Linked DNA regions of Zea mays: region 1 is linked to region 2. A link is a contact called in public Hi-C data. All regions are on one chromosome and are shown on one strand. Each heading gives the region's core, a stretch centred on a gene start, on an enhancer-like site or on the middle of the called end of the contact. The rest is flanking DNA. Distances are from core to core; before and after follow the strand shown.

The links. Hi-C and Micro-C count contacts between places; a contact is called where the count stands out from the background.
Region 1: a Hi-C map of tassel shows a contact between it and region 2, with 2.1 times the contacts expected there. The contact joins the promoter of LOC100279412 here to the promoter of LOC100282937 in region 2. A contact is called at or near these places in 2 of 25 Hi-C or Micro-C datasets (endosperm and tassel).

The regions. Positions count from the first base shown.
Region 1 is chr9:134,761,422-134,764,876 of Zm-B73-REFERENCE-NAM-5.0, forward strand. LOC100279412 reads right to left here and starts at 2,031. Exons shown (of 3, transcript NM_001317819.1): 1 at 1,852-2,031; 2 at 1,317-1,615; 3 at 745-1,214. The coding sequence starts at 1,581. The coding sequence ends at 1,063. It overlaps LOC109942446 (a long non-coding RNA gene), which reads left to right and starts at 954. Exons shown (of 2, transcript XR_002265295.2): 1 at 954-1,246; 2 at 3,403-3,455.
Region 2 is chr9:134,361,402-134,365,091 of Zm-B73-REFERENCE-NAM-5.0, forward strand. It overlaps LOC100282937 (TRAF type zinc finger domain containing 1), which reads left to right and starts at 1,670. Exons shown (of 5, transcript NM_001397647.1): 1 at 1,670-1,979. The coding sequence starts at 1,912. LOC103639124 (alpha-N-acetylglucosaminidase) reads left to right here. Exons shown (of 19, transcript NM_001328056.1): 19 at 1-121.

The sequences.
Region 1 (3,455 bases), core at 781-3,280, 400 kb after region 2:
GCTAGACACGTAGCACTCTGCTACACTCCCATTGTACACCTGAATCCTTTCCTTACGCCTATAAAAGGAAGGTCCAGGGCCCTCTTACAGAAGGTTGGCTGCGCGGGGACGAGGATGAGACAGGCGCTCTCTTGGGGCCGCTCGCTTCCCTCTCCCGCGTGGACGCTTGTAACCCCCTACTGCAAGCGCACCCGACCTGGGCGCGGGACGAACACGAAGGCCGCGGGATTCCCACCTCTCTCACGCCGGTCTCCGGCCGTCTCGCTTCTCCCCCCTTCGCGCTCGCCCTCGCGCTCGACCCATCTGGGCTGGGGCACGCGGCGACACTCACTTGTCGGCCCGAGGGACTCCCGGTCTCGAAACGCCGACAGTGTTATTTGTAATTATAATAATCAACTAGAGACGTTATATCTAAAATGAATAATGATAATTTAATATGTGCAATATGTCAGCTTCCATATCTACCGGATATGTAACACCATTCTTTTCCTGCCATGCCATCGTGGCTACTGTGGTAATTAAGGACACGTGACTTACATCAGTTGTTCACAAATTAGCTTTGCCCGGATCATTGAGACTGTCAGGCACGATTGAACTTATCCACAATATTTTAAGGTCTTGGGCTCTCCCATGTCTGTCTAGATAAGACCATCCAACTCACCGAACAATGATTGCTCGCACATGCACATCAGTGTGGACCAGTCAGTGAATTCGTCGGAGGAAAGCAACATGCACCAAGAACAGTAGAAGAGCTAGTTGTAACATTAAGCTGTCTGCCATTACACATCATATACGTTTGCTTACAGAAGTGCACCCTAGACACACGAGGAGAGCAGCAGTAAACTAACAGCTGCATTCTTGTTATATTTTTTGGTCATTTCTTACGTGCATGCTATACAAAAGAAACTTCTACAGTAGTACAACTACTCACGTTTTTTTACTTCGACTTTGACAGACAGACCACGACGCCGACGGCAGCTGCAGCCAGTAGCAGATGCTGCTAGAGAGGCAGCAGCCTTCCATGTGAGTCACCGAGTCCCCATCAGGGGCCGGCCAGCGAACCTAGCGAGGCTGGTGGATCACGCGAGGAGCGCTGCTCTTGGGGCTGCCGGCGTACTTGGTCGGCTTCTCGGAGTGCCTGGGTTTCTCCCGGAACCCCCGCGGGGCGTCGCCGCTCTTCGGGGAACCCAAGTTCAGCGCCTTGAGCACCGAATCTGGCGGAGGAAAAGCACACCAACGTACGCGGGTGAGCTCACTATGATTCGTCTTTTAGGCAAATCTAAAAATCGGTGGAAGAGTAAGAGAGAGATCCGTACCTGTCTTAAGGGCGGCGGCGGCGGGGGCCTGCTCGCCGTAGAAGAGGTCCTCATCCTCATCGTAGGCAAGGAGGGCGACCAACTCGAGCTGCTCGGCTATCTCGTCCAGGTGGGCGTGCTCGCGGGACCAGTGGTCGCGGAACCAGGCGGTGGTGGTGATGAGGTCCCACCACTGCGGCGAGAAGTCCTCCACCTGCAGCAGCGCCGCCGGGATGAAGAGCGGCGCGTTCGGGTTCAGCGACGACGAAACCGCGACGGCACTCATGGTTCAACTTCAGCCCCTCAGGCCTCCTACCTTCCTGATGATTACAGCAGACAGATCCGGACGTATATCAGATCACGGACACAGGGGAGACCGAGCTAATCAAAGACAAGCCACGAGCTCTCCTGGTGGATGGAAGGATTCGACCACCCGCACCCGGGAAAGTAAAACACCACAGATCTAGAACGTGGCGATCTAGACTAGGCGCGAAAGCGACGCAAGGCTACGGATCGCAGCTAGTAGGAGGACGGAGGGCTCGTTCCCGGCGCTCACCTTCCTGTTCGTGGTTGGATGGATCTGATCTGCCTGCTGGAGCTGGGGAGCGAGGGGAAGAAGGCCTCGGCGACGGACAAGACGGAAAGGAGAACCAAACGAAATATCAACAGCGGAGTGAGTGGGGCCGCCTGGGGGCAATCCGCAGCAGGCAACGACCAGCGAGTGAGCTCCCAATGCCCTAGTGGACTCGGCGAGGACTCGCATTTATAGGTGGGACGGCACGCGGAGCCAGGCCCAGCGACCGAGCGAACCTTCCTCCTTGCTGCTGCTGGGCCGGACAGGAAAACGTGTCGCCGCAAGGCAGTTTCCGGGCTGTGCTGGGCCTGTCCGTCCGTGTGCGGCGGCGGCGACCATCGGTTGTGTCATCATATATATGTGAGCAAAACACAAATTCTTCAAATGAAAAAGAAAGACGAATCACAGGCACAGCACTCCCCGATAGGCTGTTACTGTCTGCCATTTCCAAAAATCTCAGATGGGTCACATAAATGGACTCGGAACAGTGGGAGAGCTAGAACCCCACCCCTACATCCGTCACTCGAAGTAGCGTTGGACTAGACATGATCGGCTAAGGATAGAGCCAACAATCAACAGCTACAATTGGACATGCCACGGTCAAGCGCCTGCTAATACAGAAGCAAAGTCTTTTTACCCTTCGGATGAAGTCGTGGCAGCAGGGGGCGTGGAGATGGTATTTTGATGCACTAGGGAAGTAGGGAACGAGTTTATGGCAATTAGGAGCATGAGGAGACCACGTGTGTGTGTGGCAAGTTGATAAGCCAGTTTTTTTAAGTCACGCCAATTTTTGAAGGAGCTTTAGGGTCTGCTATGAGAGTTTTTGGAGTTAGTTTGTCTCCAGCGATTTACCGTTTACGTATCCTACCTCCATTCCCATCTCATATGCATGATCTAGTGGAGACAAATTTACTGCTAGCACTTGGACACTATATTTACTTCCTCTAATCTGATTAAATCTCGGTGTCTCGAATGCACCATAGGTTAAAATTATGTCTTAATCATTTTACAAGTTATATATGATCTATATCTACATCCATCATACATATTATTGTTCTACATGTGGTATATTTTACTCTTTTTCCTTTAAAAGTAAGATGGAGGCCAGTCAATATTTGTGAAGATTGATCAATGAAAACAAATAAATATGGATGTAAATGGTATATATATTATTCGTCTGTAATAGAATTCGATCTGTCTAAGAGGGATAAGATTCGATCCTTATTCGAATTTGGATATTCAGTTTTCGATCCGTATCTGATTTATATTCATATCTGTATATTCAAAGTTGGATATTTAAGATGTCGATGTCACTCAAATCTTATCCATCACAACTCAATTATACCATTATAAGAATTGGGTTTCGCCAAATTACCATCAAATATAAGGGTTTCGTCCAAGTGCCATTATCAACTGAAACACCCACACTTAAATACCATTTGATTATTTAACAGAAATAAAAAACAAATTTAACAGAGTTTAAAAGCTGATAGATTTACCCTTCTCTGTACCCGGCGGTCTACGACAACTCAGAAGCTTGTTCTCCATCGAACAGGGACGGGTGGAACACGACGGCGCCGGCGTTC
Region 2 (3,690 bases), core at 420-2,919:
CTCTCTCCATCAATTTAAGTTTAATTGATACATATAATTTAATATATGGTGTCAGTCAGATATCTTTGAGTTTTAAATCTTGATTAGCACAATTAAATAAAATAGATATTGCTCGTTCCTATTTTTATCTCTGACTCCTCCGGAGTCCGGAGAGCAACTCCAAAAAAGAGACCTATATTTGAGTCCTAAATATTGTTTTTGACCTGATTTGATTTGTTTTAGGACCCTAACATATTATCTGCCAACAATCAGGCCTTAAACATCTATTTATCAATAACCAAACGGGCTAGCACAGAAAAATCAAGCGCCAAACAACGTAAGAGTGAAGTCTTATATGAATTTACTGCAATGTTGGAGACTATTTTCTGGTCCCCTGTATTTTAAGATACGACTCAGTTTGGATCTTTGTTGGAGTTGCTCTGAGAGAGCTAGAGGATTTAGACATAACATATGCAGAGCTGTAGGGGTGATATATGTATGAAGATGATATATATCCAGTGCATGAAAGATTATTGTACATGGTGCATATATTAAATCATCATTATTTATCTTAGATCTAATATCTCTGCTTGATCATTGTAATTTATAAATAACATCTTCCACCACTACACTCTCACCACGTGGAAGGGTGTCTTTAGCAAAATATACCAAACAACTAGATACAACTAGAAACCTTATATCTAGATAGATGATGATGATTAATATATGTATCATGTGCACATATATAACCAGATAACTAGAGACGTTAGATCTAATCAGGGTGCTTCCAAACATGTAGTAGTTAAACAAATACCGCCCTCTTTGGGTAAAGAAAGACCATATATATAATTACGTGGTACTTTCTTTCACCAACCTCTATTTTTATTGTGTGTTGCTCAAATAGTAAAATTATTATAGATTCAATAAAAAAGTCATCAAAAGCAGATAAATTAAGACCTGTTTGAAAGCAACCTAGTTTTTAAGAATTTGGTTTTTATCTCTAATTTTTTTAGAAAATATCTTACGAAAAAATGGGTTTATAGTGTTTGGAATCACCTTAGTTTTCATAAACTGGGTTTAGTTAGGAGAGGCTAGTTTCTTGGTTTTTAATATGTAAACTGAGATGTATATTGGTATGTTTGGAACACCTCAGTTTTCATAAACCAGTTTCTTTAAAACTGGATGCTTTCAAACATGCCCTAAGGCCATCTTCAACATGTCATGTAAATGGGCGTGCAAAGTACTGTTTTGCACTGTAGATTACACTGTTTGTAGAGTGGAGTTTGAAATAGAGAGTGAGGTAGGGAGTGAGGCAAGGAGTCTAATGAAGATAGTCTAATTGAGTGTTTGGTTTGAAGAATCACTCCATTCAATATGTAATGGTACATCATGAGTTTATTTCTCAAATTTAGTTGGATGATCTCAACTAACTAAGTATAAAGAATGAGGTGGTGATGTATCAACTCATTCATTTCGCAAACCAAACAAAAGTGAGGAGTTAGAAAATGATGAACTAATTTATTCCTTAAACTAAATACCCTATAAATACCAAAGGGTTAGTTTGATAATCTCATTTTTTTCAAGGAATTTTTATTTTTCAAAGAAAAATTTAAAAAATTACTTTATTTTTTCTCTTGCGAAAATAAAGTCCCAAACTATAAAAATGCTTGTTTGACACGCGGAAGAAGGGAAGGTGAAAGTCGATGCCAGTAGTAGCTACAGCAGTTAATGCGAAAAACTGAAGCATGCCACGCCTGACCGACCCCCTTCTCGCCTAATGTCCGTGCCCCGACTGCGTCTCCGCCCCGACTCACCCGCAGCCTGTCTCTGCTCGGCGGCGGCCGTCTCGACTGCGGGAGAGGGGAGCGCCCCTTCGCCGATCTGATCGGGAGCTGCAGGCCAAACGGCGAGGCGAGCCCATCAGGAACCACCATGGCAGCGGCAGCCGCCGACTCCGATCCCGCCGCAGCTGTGGCCGACATGTCCACCTGCGCCCATTGGTCCGTTACTGGCTCCGAATTTCTTTCCCTTCTCCCTGTTCCTCACGCTTCCCGGTCCCTTGGTGCACGTGCATCGCCGTGTCGGGTGATGCGCTTGATCTCGTAGGCTTGGATCTGAGCTGGGGAGAACCCCGATGCGGTCGAGGAGGAGGAGAATTTCTATGGTGACGAGAGACGCTGTTTGTTGGGTTCTGATCCGCCGTACCGCGTGATCAGTATGTTGATGACGTTATTGGCGTTGTCGTAGCACCATATTTGGAGTTAGAAAGATATGCGACGTTCTAATCTATGGCCATATTTGAACCTCTAGAGCTACTCACCCAGACAGCCTATGTTGTGCTCGGTTTGAGATATGGAGTGGTTCATCATTTTTCTCACTCAAGAGTTTGTTAGATTCTCCACCAATCCTCCTCCCTCATCCCTCAAGCTAATAATTAGTTAGTACAAGCATGAGAATGGGGTGATTCATTGGATTCGTGAAATGAACTCATGATGCACCGCCTCATCTAGGATGAGTTGATCCTCAAACCAAACACCCCCTAATAGTGACTAAGCCTAGATCTGCTATAATTTTTCATTTCAAGCTAGCGAAACAATTACAGATCAGAATGAATGATGACTTGTGCGATGGTTGGTATATGTATTTCTGCACATATTGCTGAAATAACCTTAGATGGACTAATCAACTGTTGGTTGGAGGAAAAAAAAACCCCGGAGAATCTTTCCTAATCATTGGTACCAAGGCATTGTTATTTGTTTTTATCCAATGTAAAGACAATGTGTGTTTACGTGTTTATTCTTTTTGGGTTCATTTGTTTATTACTTATACAAATGATGAACAAACTGTATCTGTGTAAGAGTCAGGGGCGATTCTAGGGAGGGGCACAGGGGGGCAATGTCCCCCCTAATCTTCTACAAATTCCATAGAAGCTACTAATTTTTTTAGCTAATCACCATATAAATAATGTAAAATACCTCTTAACAGCCCCCTCAATCTAATTTGTCCCTCTCAATCTCAAATGCTGGCTTCGCCCCTGGTAAGAGTAGGTGGTTGCAGAATGCTTGACTTGTATTCAACACAACTGTAGTACAAATACAACATAGAAGGCAGAATCAAGTCCTGGTATTCTGTTGTACAGTTAACCACCGGTGGACCTAGTAGCGATCTTGCTAACGACCATCCAATTATGGATCCTATACTTGGTTGCCTACAGAAAAAAAAACTCGGCTGGGGAAGGAAAAACCGCCTTCCCGATATTATATTAAGAAGAGACCGAAACATGATCCTGGCCAAGAAAATCCCTGAACCCTAGCCCCCATCACTAGCAGGCTGTCACCGTCCACTCTGCAACGGCCCAGCCGGAGGGTGGCGTGCAGGACGTAACTCAAGAGCGGGCAGACACATCGAGGGGATTTTTTTAACCAAGCCATAAATTCACCCTTGAGGGGATCGAACCTAGGACCTGAAGGTGCTACTCAGAAGTCTTAACCATTATGTTAGAGGCCCTTTCGCCTGGTTGCCTACAATAACATGGTTTGTTCTTCGTAGCGTTAATTGTTAGCAACTAAAATGAATCAGTCATGGTAGAGGGTATCAATATCTAAACACAATTAAATCTCTTTATATTCTCATTCTTTTTAGAATAGGATTTTTTCTGGATCAGCACTTTCTCCATTCTACAGTGTGCCCAACTACTGTTGTTAGTCAAGC